Regions from separate parts of the Mus musculus genome. Here region 1 is linked to region 2. The links are chromatin contacts, called in public promoter capture Hi-C maps. All regions are on one chromosome and are shown on one strand. The core of a region is the stretch at or near the end of the contact, and the rest is flanking DNA. Distances in the headings are between cores, read along the strand shown. Region 1 overlaps Ttc7b (tetratricopeptide repeat domain 7B). Region 2 holds the start of Gm36263 (a long non-coding RNA gene).

The links. Capture Hi-C pulls out chosen DNA fragments and counts their contacts.
Region 1: a contact with region 2 is called in a promoter capture Hi-C map of adipose tissue. The contact joins two enhancer-like sites. A contact is called at or near these places in 2 of 39 promoter capture datasets (Sertoli cells and maxillary cranial neural crest), 2 of 15 datasets of contacts at CTCF or cohesin (large pre-B cells and stem cell-derived epiblast-like cells), 15 of 484 Hi-C or Micro-C datasets (the HL-1 cell line, the N1E-115 cell line, adipose-derived mesenchymal stem cells and 8 more), 30 of 115 datasets of contacts at active chromatin or transcription factors (the NIH/3T3 cell line, the SCID.adh cell line, bone marrow-derived dendritic cells and 19 more) and 5 of 9 other capture datasets (adipose tissue, embryonic stem cells, liver and 2 more).

What each region holds. Positions count from the first base shown.
Region 1 is chr12:100,326,839-100,333,249 of GRCm38.p6, forward strand. Ttc7b (tetratricopeptide repeat domain 7B) reads right to left here. Exons shown (of 20, transcript NM_001033213.1): 18 at 5,741-5,881. Among named protein-coding and RNA genes, the nearest start is that of Gm51958, 19 kb to the right of the region's middle. Within about 2 kb of position 1,818, at least 26 of the 459 cell types and tissues checked have an H3K27ac peak or open chromatin away from gene starts, as enhancers often do. A contact at or near this core is called in the HL-1 cell line and adipose tissue, where this site is marked.
Region 2 is chr12:100,179,786-100,186,094 of GRCm38.p6, forward strand. It overlaps Gm36263 (a long non-coding RNA gene), which reads right to left and starts at 1,168. Exons shown (of 4, transcript XR_381836.3): 1 at 1,032-1,168; 2 at 721-890. Within about 2 kb of position 4,461, at least 105 of the 459 cell types and tissues checked have an H3K27ac peak or open chromatin away from gene starts, as enhancers often do. A contact at or near this core is called in the HL-1 cell line and adipose tissue, where this site is marked.

The sequences.
Region 1 (6,411 bases), core at 568-3,067, 140 kb after region 2:
CCACACAGCTTCTCCTTGTCTCTGGGTCTGTGCCTGGTTGTGCCAGACTGTCAAGAGTCATTCCTTCCCAGTGGCTCAGTGGGAGAGTGAGACACCTCAGTCCTTCTAGGCCATGACCCAGTGGTTCTGACTCAGGAATTTTCTTGGGTGGAGTCTTAGAGTCCTTGACTCATTAATGGGAGGAGCCAAAAGCCTGCCAGGCAGAGCACTGCCACCACACTGACAAGCTGTGTTCTTGGCGCTCTATGCTGGGCTGAGCCCTGCCCCCCCCCCCCCCCCCCCCGGTCTACTTACACACAATTCTTGTGTTTGGGTGCTGACTGGTTTTTAATGGGTTATCTGAATTGTCATTAGCATCTTTGCCAGCCATTTTTCACACCCAGCCTTCTTATCCTATCCACCTCCTCAGATCCCCTGTGCCGACTGATCCACAGGGACTTTTCTTGCAGGGAAGGTGCACTCTCTTGCCTGCAGTTCCTGTCACTCACTCTGCCTGCATCCTGGGTGGATGGTTTTAGTCTACCCCTCCTTAGTGGACTGATCTTGTCTGGGCCCCCAGCAACTCCTTCCCTGCAGATGCATTGGATAACTTGTCTTTATGCCACACAGCCTTCAGCAGAAGAGTTTTTTCCTGGGCGGGCCTGGGGCGATGTTCAGTAGGTAACCTTGCTGAATAAGCTGAGGAACCGAGTTCAGATCCTCTGACCTATCTAAAAAGCCAGGTGTCCATAACCCCAGCTCTGTGACGTGATAGAGACAAGAAGACCATTGGGGCTTGCTAGCTTGCCAGCATAACCCAAAATGGCAGATTCCAGGTTCAATAAGACTCCGTCTCAAGAAAACAGAACTGACAGCCACAGAAAAGCCACCTAGAACCCTCTGGTTTCCAAACACCAATGCACACATGCATGTAGCACACATAGACATATCCCTCTCTCATACAGACATATACTCCGATTTCCCTAGTGATTAGTGTTTGTTGCATACTGAGCAGCTCACTATGTGATCTAGTGTGAATGTTCCAATTTCCTTATTTTGCTCAGTGGGATGAGAACTAACTTGCCTGTGTCCTACCTGCAAGAGTTAGGAGTCAGAATTATGTGTGTGGTGGCAAATCAGAGCTGTACATACTCTACCATGGAGCTACATGTGTGTGCTGGCAATCAGAGCTGTACATACTCTACCATGGAGCTACATGTGTATACTGGCAATCAGAGCTATATATACTCTACCATGGAGCTACATGTGTGTGTGGTAGCAATCAGAGCTGTACATACTCTATCATGGAGCTACAAGTGTGTGCTGGCAATCAGAGCTGTACATACTCTGTCATGGAGCTGCTCCCCCAGTCCTTATCTTACGTTTGATTTGGGGGCTTACTAACTCCTCAGACTGGTTCTGACCCGACTTTGCAGTCCAGACAGGCATGGATTTGCTTTTATTTCAACAGTGAGATAAACAGCAAACACACACTCTCAACTCTCCTCTGAGGTCCCCACCTTTTGCTGCCTTCTGTCATCCCACACTTACTTGGAGAGAGCTTTTAAAGTCCCATTCAGACCTTTCCCACTTGAATAGCTTCTTGGGGACTCTAGGATTTAGAGTTCAAAGATTCTAACATGGCTGCCTGAAACAGCCTAACGTGGATGACCTGACCCTGGCCACAGGACTTGCTGCCTCCCCTTGGGTCCTAGAACTGCACTGTCTTTCCCCTCTCAGAGCTTCTGCTGCCTGCAGGACTCTTTCAAGTTGTGCTGTGCTGGGTGGTACTGCACCTCTTCCATTGTTCCTCTCCGGTGCTGACCAAACTTCGATTGCTTCCTGCTTCTTGCTTTGGCAAGACTTTTTGTTCCCAAGGGTTACAGGAGCTGCACTGTTTGTTCCTAGTACTTGGCACATGGACGTCCCAGGCTTCTGCATCTGCAGACCCTAGGAAGGCAGGGACTGAGTATCTGTCTCCGTGACCACTGTGCTGCGGAGCCTGGCACACAACCAGACACTCGACAACATTACAGAGAACGACGGAAGGCAGAGCTGTGGGCTGCACGGCTGGTTCTGAATTTAGGCCTCCTGGTGGCACATGAGTCTTGCAGCCTGAGATGAGTGACCTGGCAGCTCTACCTCAGTTAGGACGGGGACTAAGCAAGTCACCGAGCTATTGGCACAGTGTCTGAACCACACCTTGTGCTTGGAAAGTGCCAGCTATACCAAAGGTAAAGAGCATTCACTCAGACCCCACAGATGAAGAGGCTGGTGATGAAGGGCAGGGCTGATCCCCAGAACTCTGTGTCTAGTACACCCCTGTGTATTGGCCCATATGCCACGTGTCTAGCAACTGTCTTTATTTCCTCATGGTGGCCAACCACAGTTGCCTCTAGATTCCGCTGATGAACCTCATGGTGGCTGAGAGAAGCTGAGGAGGGGAAGGGGTCAAGGCTAAGGAAATTGTGACAGTATCACAGCTTCAAATTCCCAGCAGAAATCAGAAAATCTGATCTTGCACATCTAAGAATAGCTGCTGGTTTCGGCTGTGCGAGGTGCCAAAGTGAAAGCTATAATTATTAGTAAGTAGCAAGCAGGAATTAACCACCTACCGCAAAGGCACTTTTAGCTGCCTTCCCAATGTGGGTACCCAGAAGCTGCCTGGCTTGGAAGGGGTCTGGTTGGGTGCTGAATTCCGGGAGCTGTCTGACTTTCCAATGAACACAGGGAGGCCAGCTGTGTCTGGGAGAGAAGGGCTCACTCAGATGCAGTGGGTCTGTGCTGAGGTGTACCACCATGCTCTCCTGGTTTCTGTCCTGGAAGACTGTGCCACGTTCAGTTTTTCAGAGGGGTTCCCCTGCTACAAGGCAGGGGTGCCCTTCTCCTGCCCTTCTCTATGGGAGGCCAAGCACAAATGCTGCCACAAGATTCCTGGCACTTTTAGGAGAAAAGATTGAAATCTGGTGAGCTGATTTCTAAGTGAAATGGGAAGCTCAGATGCTGTAAAAAACATAATCCTGAGTGGGTGGGGGTACAAACAAAACAGAAGGACTGGGGAGGTGGCTCAGTTGGCAAAGTATTAGTCTTATAGCATGAGTACCTGAGTTTAATCCTCATAACTCAAAAAAAAAAAAAAAAAAAAAAAGCCAGACATGCGGGCATGCTGGTAGCATCCCAGCACTAAGAGGAAGGGAAATTCACTGGCCAGTCAGCCTAACTCACCAACTGAGTTCTAGGATTGTGAGGGATCCTGCCTCAAACCAACAAGGTAGGAACTTTATGTGGAATAATAGCCAAGATTGTCCTCTAGCTTCTATGTGCACACATACATGTGCACCATTGTGTACACACACACACACACACACACACACACACACACACACAAGGTCTTTAATATATAGTAAGTGGCTTATGAGCGAAAAGTTGACGCTTGACATCTAAGAAGATATGTGGGTAAAACTGTGAGCTACCAATAAAAACACCATCTTTCACGCATCCAGTTGGGATTTTGAAATACATGGTATTGGCAAAGAGACAAAAAAATACAGTCATATGCTGTTTACTGGAATAGAAATCAGTCCAGCTCTGTGGGAGGTCATATGACTACATTCATCCAAACTAAAGAGGATGCATCGTTTGACCCATCAGATCCACTCTGTGGAGCTGACCTTAGAGACAGAACAATCCGTGTCAGTACACGTACTGAAGTGCTGTCTGCAATGAGAAATGATGAGAAATGATGCAGACGCCAATCCACAGTGTGTGCACTGCTGACATCATGATGCTGCCTACCGTGGATTTACACTGTGCAGCTGTAAGGAGCGTAAGTCAGCACCATGTAGGCTGACTTGAGGACATGAGGAGAGGGCAGCAGAGAGGGTAGATCCTCTGGAAGGTGCCAGAACTGCCACCAGGGTCTGCAGCAGGTGACTGAGGCACAGGGACAAGGGAGCCTTTTCACTTTACATCTTTCCCACATGTTCATCTGTGTGGCAGAAAAGTACGTTATCTGAAAAATTATTTAAATGAATTTGTGACACTTGTCTAAACAAACCAAAACACAAACATGCATGGCCCAAGCTGAATTGGCTACCAGGCATCCTAGGGAAAGTCTGTGGTCCTGGGGTCAGAAGCTTCCAAGATGAATGAGGAGGTGGTAAACGGAGGGGCTTTCACTACCCGGGCCCCCTATAGTCAAGTGTCCTCACTCCCTGAGCCGCAGCTGGCCTTGAGGTTCATGTGTCATGCTCACAGTTTTCTTGCCACCACAGATACAGCCCAGAAACCCCAATACAGATGGCTAGAACCTGACCATTGTTTCAGAGAGACCTTTCTTTCCCAACAGACTCAAATGCAGGGCCATGTCACCACAGGATCCCGTCACAAGGTCCACTACTCAGTCAGTTCACCAGAAAAACCAACCAGGTAAGACCATGCTCCCAACACCCAGACGCTCCACAGCTCTGGAAGTCAGGGCCTGATTCAGTTTCTCTAAACCTTGTAGAATGTGTGCACTCTGTGAAGGGTATAGGCTGTTCTAGAGAAAGCTGGGAAGTAGCCTCCTGCTGGGCCCTGGCTCTCAGAGGCAGCCTGTCTTGACTTCTTTGGGGAGTGGATGGAGAAGGAAACACACACACACACACACACACACACACACACACACACAGAGGAATCAGCTCTCTTGTGTACTTAGATGAATATAATTTGTTAACTTATAGCAGTGTTATGGGTTAATTAAGGATGCCAACACGGAGAATGTATATGGGCTAGCTCTGTGGCTGGCCACACTTTCACACATGCATATCTCCTAAAGGGACACACAAGGTAGGACATCACACGACTGGCCCAGAGAATGAAGGCAGAAATAGATGGGTATCTTGTGGTGGTGACAGGCACTCTTCCTAGTGTCAGTTAGGCTCCAAGCATGTCCCTGGTGGTGGTGAGCCTAAGAAGGGGCCACCAGGGTCATGTAGATGAAGTGGTTAAACTCAAGAGATAGGTTACTGTTCTCAGAAATAGAAATATGCATATACACTAATAATCATCACTTTCTTGGGAGCTTGCCACGTAAAATGTGTGGGTAGCCATGCACAGACACCTGTGACATGAAACCAGGGCACAGGGGATCACACTTCCTCTGGGTCGGTTTCCAGATCAGAGGCTGCTGCAGCTGCTTCCCTCTCTGTAGGTTACCAGGCATGGCTGTGGAGGGAAGCAGGGGCACCAACCACTGCCCTGCCCTGCCCTGCCCTGGAGGAAGGCATCTGTACCATCAACGCTCCCGTCCCATTGCCCTGGGACTTGGGGACCCAACGCTGAGACATGCCAAGCACCGTGCTCCTTGACCTAGCAGACAGGTACTTTTCCAATGCTGCCATATAGATGAAGAAACTGAGGCTGAGAGGTGAGGCAGAGCTGGAGTCTACCGGCTGGGAAATAGTTCAGGTAGAAGTCACATACACAGGTGCAACACTGGACCCCTCTCTAGTACGAGAACCCCTTGCCCTGAAAATCCCTCAGGGATCCCCAGTCCACGTTTCTACTGACTGCCTGGGTCAATCATAGTCATTGAGGAGGATCAAGGGAGGAGATGAAGATGCAATGTCAGTTTGGGCATGGCAGTTTGAGTTCTCCCCAAAGCTGAGGAGTTCAGGGCTAAACAGTGGAATGGGCATCTGCGGAAGCTAGCAGTCTCAGGATCTGTGGATTGTGGGAAAGAATGGGAAGAGGCCCATGGGGTCAAGAGTGGGAGTGGTACCTGCATGGAGCCAGATCTGTGCCAGCGTCATCCAGGGATGCAGTGGACCCTGCTTGGGAGCACTGCTTTGCAGAGATGAGGCCACTTCTGACAGTGCTTGCTCCACTCTTGAGGCTGCTACTGATGTGGCATGGACGGAGCCTGTGGGAGGTTTCAAGACTGTGTTAGGGGTTAAAGGGGGGGGGGGGCGACGAACCTCATACCTGACCAATGACACCCCCTCCCAAACAAAGACATGGGTACAAACATACACATACCCTTTCCCCAAGATGTGGGTTATTATTCTTAAAGAAGTGGGGACCAGCCATGATAGCCTAGAACTTGAGTTTCACCTCTGCCTAGCTGGTCCTTTAGTCAACACAAAGGGCACATGCTATGCTAAGCATGCTCCTGGAGCTCAATCCTCTTGATGTGAGTGCTGGGGCAGGAAGGGAACACAGCTCGACACAGCAGGGACTCAAGGTTAACAAACAGCATCAGGGATGGCTACAGAGGGATGTTACAAAGCACCCTGTCGTCTTTAGGGACAAAACCCAGCAACTGCATGGGCAACAGCAGGGGACGGCCATGCTTGCTTCCTAAGGTAGTGTCTGCAGATGGCTGGACAACCCAGAAACTTCCTAATTACTACATCCTTCCCTTCAAGAGATGGGCAACACCATGGATGGAGA
Region 2 (6,309 bases), core at 3,211-5,710:
GCTTAGTAGCACAAGCCTTTCCTGGCTGTGCGGCCTTGCCAGCTCTCAAGTTTTGAAAAAGCTGAAAAAACCTTTTTTTTCCCTTTCCTATGGCCCAATTCCATCCACACGCGGGATGAACAAAGGTCCTATATTTTGCATCATCCAGGTGGCCAAAGAGGAACGTTCAGGTGTGTCAGTAGGGGGTGATAGAAAATTCCAGAACATTTGCAGGCTAGACCTGCAGGCTGTCTGTGCTCCGTCGGTTTTCTTCCAACTGCATGAAAAGAACAAAGTAGGCTGTTCCATTGTCCACAATGGTAGCCGAGTGACTGATGGCAGCTTTGATGGCTTATATGAACCATCGCTTACTTCAAGGCACTTCCTGGCAGAGTTCAAAACATTTCTAAAGCCAAGGGGAGCCACCTAACTATAGCCATTTAGAAAATGAAATGTCCAGAAGGTAATTATTAGGATCAATGAACAATGTGTCAGTTGGAGGGAGGAGTCTAGTCTTAACTTCTTTTCCAGGCTTTTTTTAAATGAAGAATTATAAGAACTTGGGGCTAGAAAGATGGCTCTGATGGTCAAGAACACTCACTGAACACCTGGAACCCTGGCTTCACCTCAGCATACCCCCACAAAAAAATTACTGAAGAGAATAGAATGAAAATATTGTATAAACTTCTTGGGAGTGTCATCTTTGTGAGCAGGTACCCTCTTGATTTCTGTAAGAATTACCTCTTAACACTAACAGGTTCACTAGTCTGTGTTTCTGTAACACTGGTCAGGATCCATAGATGGCAGGCCTAGACTCCACGGTGATGTTTTGAAACGTCTTCACATGGATACTGGAGAGTCTCTGCAGTCTGTGGATAATGGTCATTTCTGGGGCATCTGTGAAGCTTCGTCTGTAAACAATGAAACATATCATCTATGACTGACCCAGTACAACTTATTCATAATGAATTACAAAACAAAACAAAACAAAACAAAACAAAAAACAACCCAAACAAACAAAAAACTGTCACAGGCAAAGAAACTGAGATTACCTATTTGGTTCTGCCTTTGTGCAAGGAAATTGGGGCCCAAATTCCAGTACCTGACCCAAAGTTACAGGCAAAAGGAAGAGTAGAGAAAAGGACCAGAACCTTGGGTTTTCCCTCCCTGTCGACACCAGTCCGGACGTCCACTGTACCTGTCCGAATCTCCATGGTGATGTCATAGCCCGGTGACGTCATAGCCCGGCGACGCTGTGGTCCAACCTCAGCACCCTGGAGCCCATCTTTGTGTTCTTCCCGTGGCTTTTTAATTATCAGAGAAGCCAATCCCAGTCACCTCAATTCCTCTGGCTGCAGGCGAGGGATTCCACGGCTCTCTAGATAAATAATTTCATGTACCTGACCAGGCTGCGGGGTGAGAGAGCAGGGACTAGGAGCCACAGGGAGAATAAGTAACTTATTTGGGGTCGGGAGGTGGGGGTGGGGCGAGAGACTCTTTCTAATTAGGAGAAACATAAATGTGTATGAATTTTAAGTATGAAATACATGAGGGGCAGAGAACCGTGTACTTTATGAAGATTGGGTCAGACCACTCCCACGGGCCTGCAGAGGAAGTCGGATCAGTGCCGCTGTGCAAAGCTCAGAGAGGACCTAGCCAAAAGGCTCCCACTGTCTTCCATGACCTACACGCCAAGGTCGTGTTACAACTGTATCCTGCGGCAGGGGGTGGGGGTGGGGTGGGGGGAAAGCATACTGCTAGTCAAATACAACGCAGGTGCTCCTAAGAAACATTTAGCTTCGACATGTGATCCGTCGTGGTACATTATGAAGAAGATAATGTGACTCGAGCATCAATTATAATATCTGATGCATATGGAGCAGAAAGCACTTCTAGCCAGAACTGTGGGGAAATCAAGAACAGGTGGACAGGATTAGTAAAATAAATCCAAGGTGCTAGTTTTAGGTCCTCATAGGACTTTTTTTGTATTAAGGATTACTCAATGGACACAAATACAGAGGTCTTGGAGGCTCGATTGAGGAAGGACTTTTTCAATCTTTCCTCATCTGAGAGGATTGAGGTGATGTGTGGTGGGGGCATGGTGGATAAATCTAGAATCTAACATTGTTTTTCTTTCACCCTTGTTTTACTTTTGAACATGATTTTGTTTGTTTGGTTGGTTTTGTTTTTTGTTTTTGTTTTGTTTTTTTCTTTGAGACAGGATTTCTCTGTATAGCCCTGGCTGTCCTGGAACTCACTTTGTAGACCAGGCTGTCCTCAAACTAAGAAATCCGGCTGTCTCTGCCTCCCAAATGCTGGGATTAAAGTCGTGCGCCACCACTGCCTGGCAATTTTTTTTCCCCGTTTTTGGAGACAGGATCTCCAGGCTGGCCTTAAACTAATGGCAAGCCTCCTGTCTCAGCCTCAGAGCACTGGATTACTGGCAAATGCCAATACAATTGGCTGTATACGATGTTTTGTTTTGTTTTGTTTTGTTTTAACATGTGTCTATTTGGTGCACAAGTGTGTGTGTGTGTGTTTCACATGTGTGGAGGTCAGAGGACAACTTGAGGGAGACAGGCCTTAATCCCATTGTAGGTTCCACAGGCTATTAGGGTAGTACAGTGCTTTTGCCCATTGAGCCACCTCTCTGGCCCCCATTGCAAATTATTTTAGAAAATTAGAAAATAATTCCAAAATGATAGCTTCCATTCTTTCTCTGTGCCCGTTAGCACACACATTTCACAGAAAATCACGACTTATTTACACAGGAAGACCTGGAGGACCATGTTCCTCCTTATCAGCCTTTCTACAGCAAAATTCAGCAAATGCAGGAGGGGAGGAATACAAAGAAACTCCCTGATAAAGAACTCGATACTTAGTCTCTTCATAAAATTAATCTCTCAAGGTAATAAGCCGACTTTGAAACAGACAGTACTAAATTTTATAAAAAAACATTTTATGAAAAAGATCTCACTTAAGTGCCTTGGTTCTTAAAAGAATTCACAAATATTTCATGAATTTTGAAACAAATAAGTCTAGAATTTAAGACTTTAAAAAAAATTGATTTATTATGTATCCAATGCTCTGCCTGTGCACCAGAAGAGGGCGCCAGATCTCACTCCAGATGGTTATGAGCTACCATGTGGTTGCTGGGAATTGAACTCAGGACCTTAACCTCTGAGCCATCTCTCCAGCTCCCAGAACTTAAGACTTTCAAACACTGAGTTTAGTAATACAGCTCTCCCCCACCCCCCTCATCCACATCTCTGAGTTCCCATCAGCAACTCCCAGACCAACTCCTCACAGACATTAGTAAGGCAAGGTCTGTGGCCAGGGGTGAACCTCAGCCAGTCGCTTGTCCTCTCAAGCCTAAAGCCCCTTCCTTGTGACAAGGAGCAAGCTCAGTCCAGTGAGCAGTCAGTGAGACAATGGAAGTAACCGTACAGAAACAGGGCATGGTGGTGCACACCTTTACTCCCAGCATGCACTTGGGAAGCAGAAGCAGGCAGGTCTCTCAGAGTTTGAGGCCATCCTGGTCTATGCGGTGAGTTCCAGAACAGGTAGGGTTATGTAGGGGGCTTTGTCTGTGCAGTTCACTGGGCATGCTCCACAGTAGTACCTTAGAGTTTGTCTGTCATTTCTCAAAATTTTCAAAGGAGCACAGGAGTGCAGGGCTGTCTACTCACACAGGCTCACACTACATACCTTAACAATGCTAGCACAGCCTTGTCTTGTCTGATGGGCCCTTATTACAAACTCCCCTTCCTCCCCTTCCCTGACACTGTTCTTTCCAGCCTCTTCACCTACATTTCCAGTCTTCCCTCCCTGTAGAATGCCTTCCTCGGGGACATCTGTATTGATCCTCGAAGCCACCTCCAGTGCCACGAGGCCGTGATCCAACAGAATGAATCCTCCTTCTAGACACCTGAAGTGGTGACCATTGTCTCCCACCTTGCAAAAAATGTGCCACTTCCGTTTAGTTTTCTTCCAACTAGTAAGAGTCCGTTAAAAACCAAGGTCCAGGCACGTTATGCTTCTCATGCCCTTGGTCTCCAGTCCAGAGCCACACTCCTGATAGGTGTATCACAAATATTCACTGAATGAATGAGTAATTGGCTACCCATAATAGACGTAGAATGTGGGAACAGGAGACGTGAAATAAGTGTTAAGGGAGCCAGTGGGTGGGGTCAGGGGAGTGTTGATGTGAGCTGATCTCACATTTGAATTCATGAGCCTGCCCTGTTTGGGCAGGGCAATGATCCAGGTAGATGTGGTTGATTATCTGGGCTACAGATTAAACCAAGGGCATGAGATAGAACCAGGGATGGGAATGTGCCAAAACGTGACTGTGTGTCCCTTCCAAAGTTATGCTGGAACTTATACCATAAAAAAGGGAAGTGATTAGTCATGAGGGCTGTGCCCTGGTGAGTGGGTTCAACTTCCTTATAAAAGAGGCGTCAGAGCTGCCTGGGCCTTTCATCTCCTCTGCCACATGAAGCAGAGCATCGGTGTCCCTCTGGCCTTTGACCTCACACCCTATGAGGATGAAACAGAAAGGCACTGTATTAGCGGGAGGAGCCTCCGCCAGACTCCAGTCTGATGTTGCCTTGATGATGCACTTCTCAGCCACAGAACCGTGAGAAATAAACGTCTGCCCTTCCTAAAAAAGCACTAAACCCATGACAATCTGCTGTAGACTAAGCAAGATTACAGCAAAACCAGACAGGCGTGTAATACAGAAAGCAGTGGTGGCTTGTTGAACTGAAGGCTGGAGAGGTCAGAAAACAGAAGGGGACAAAAGTGGAGCCAGAACGGCAATGGAGAAGCGGAGAGTGAATTGTCCTTAACCTGGACTCCATGGAGAAAATTCAGAGGCTCCACGAACTAGGACAGAAAATGCGCTTTGCCTTTTACCGAACTCTAAATGCTGCCTGCATGAATTGTGACTCCAGCAGCAAAGCCCACCAGCATGAGAGGTGTAGTAGGCCAATCTATGAAAGCAGGATTCTGAAATGACTACAAGAGTCGGGCATAAAGCCCATACCCATAATCCCAGCCACTCAGAAGAATTCCAAGCCACTAATATAGAAGTATTAGTTCTGTAGGTTTTCTTATACAGAAACTTTCACGCAGCATAAGCTATATAGCAAAGCCTTATCTTAAATAGACTAAAAATAGCAATTTAACAGGAAAAAAAAATTTAAGAACCTTAAAGCCCAAAACTATGTGCAGGGACTGAGAAAGAAAACCAGCAGACAGAAGTTACGTTTGACTCTAGAAATGCATTTATTTCCTCGTGCCCATCAAACTCCAGAAAGGAACCCAAACCACTCTGTCTTTGTTTTCACTCTGTTCATCCTTTCTTTCTTTCTTTTTTTTTTTTTTTAAATAAAGGTTTTATTTATTTTATGTATGTGAGTACACAGTCACTGTCCTCAGACTCACCAGAAGAGGGCATCAGATCCCATTGCTGTGGTTGTGAGCCACCATGTGGTTGTTGAGAATTGAACTCAGGACCTCTGGAAGAGCAGTCAGTGCTCTTAACCACTGAGCCATCTCTCCAGCCCTTCATCCTCCCATCTTAAGGCATTGGATGTTTTCTATTCATCTTAAGGCATTAGAAACAGTTCAAAGGAGATTCGTTGTCTGGTTTACCTAGGACAGAGGGTGGGCTTTATCAGACACAACCAATGGTAAAACTAGGAAAGTTTGACATTGTAATAATTGCCTTATGAGCCCATCATACCAACTCTGTATAAGACTATCCTAAACATACTTACATTAAGAAAAGCAGTGTCAGGGCTAGAGAGATGGCGTGTGGGTTAAGAACACTTGCTTTTAACTGGTCTGCTTCCAGAGGCTCCAGTTTGATTCCCAGCACCTAAACTGCAGCCCATGACTGTCTGAAACTTCAGATCTAGGCGATCTGGAGCCCTCTTCTGGCCTCCAAGGACACCAGGCACACACACGGTGCATAGGCAGACATGCAAACAAAACACTCACACACACACACACAAATAAACCTTAAAAGTATTGTTTAAGGTTTCTTTTAGATATGAGTCAATCTGTGGATGGACAGTCTTCCTCTCTTACGGTCAGAGAGTACAGGTTAAGTACTTAGCAATTGCCTGACCTTGTATCCATGGTTCTACAGTTTGCAGTCTTGACACATTCACAGATCATGCAATCCTCAGAACTGTGTGAGATAAATTTATCACAAAACCACTGAAGGAATCCAGCCCCTGAAGACTTCTCGGCTTTATTTCTCGAAGCAAGTGAAAACTCCTAGCACCGGCTGCCAAACGCTGAAATACTGTCTGTTAGCGA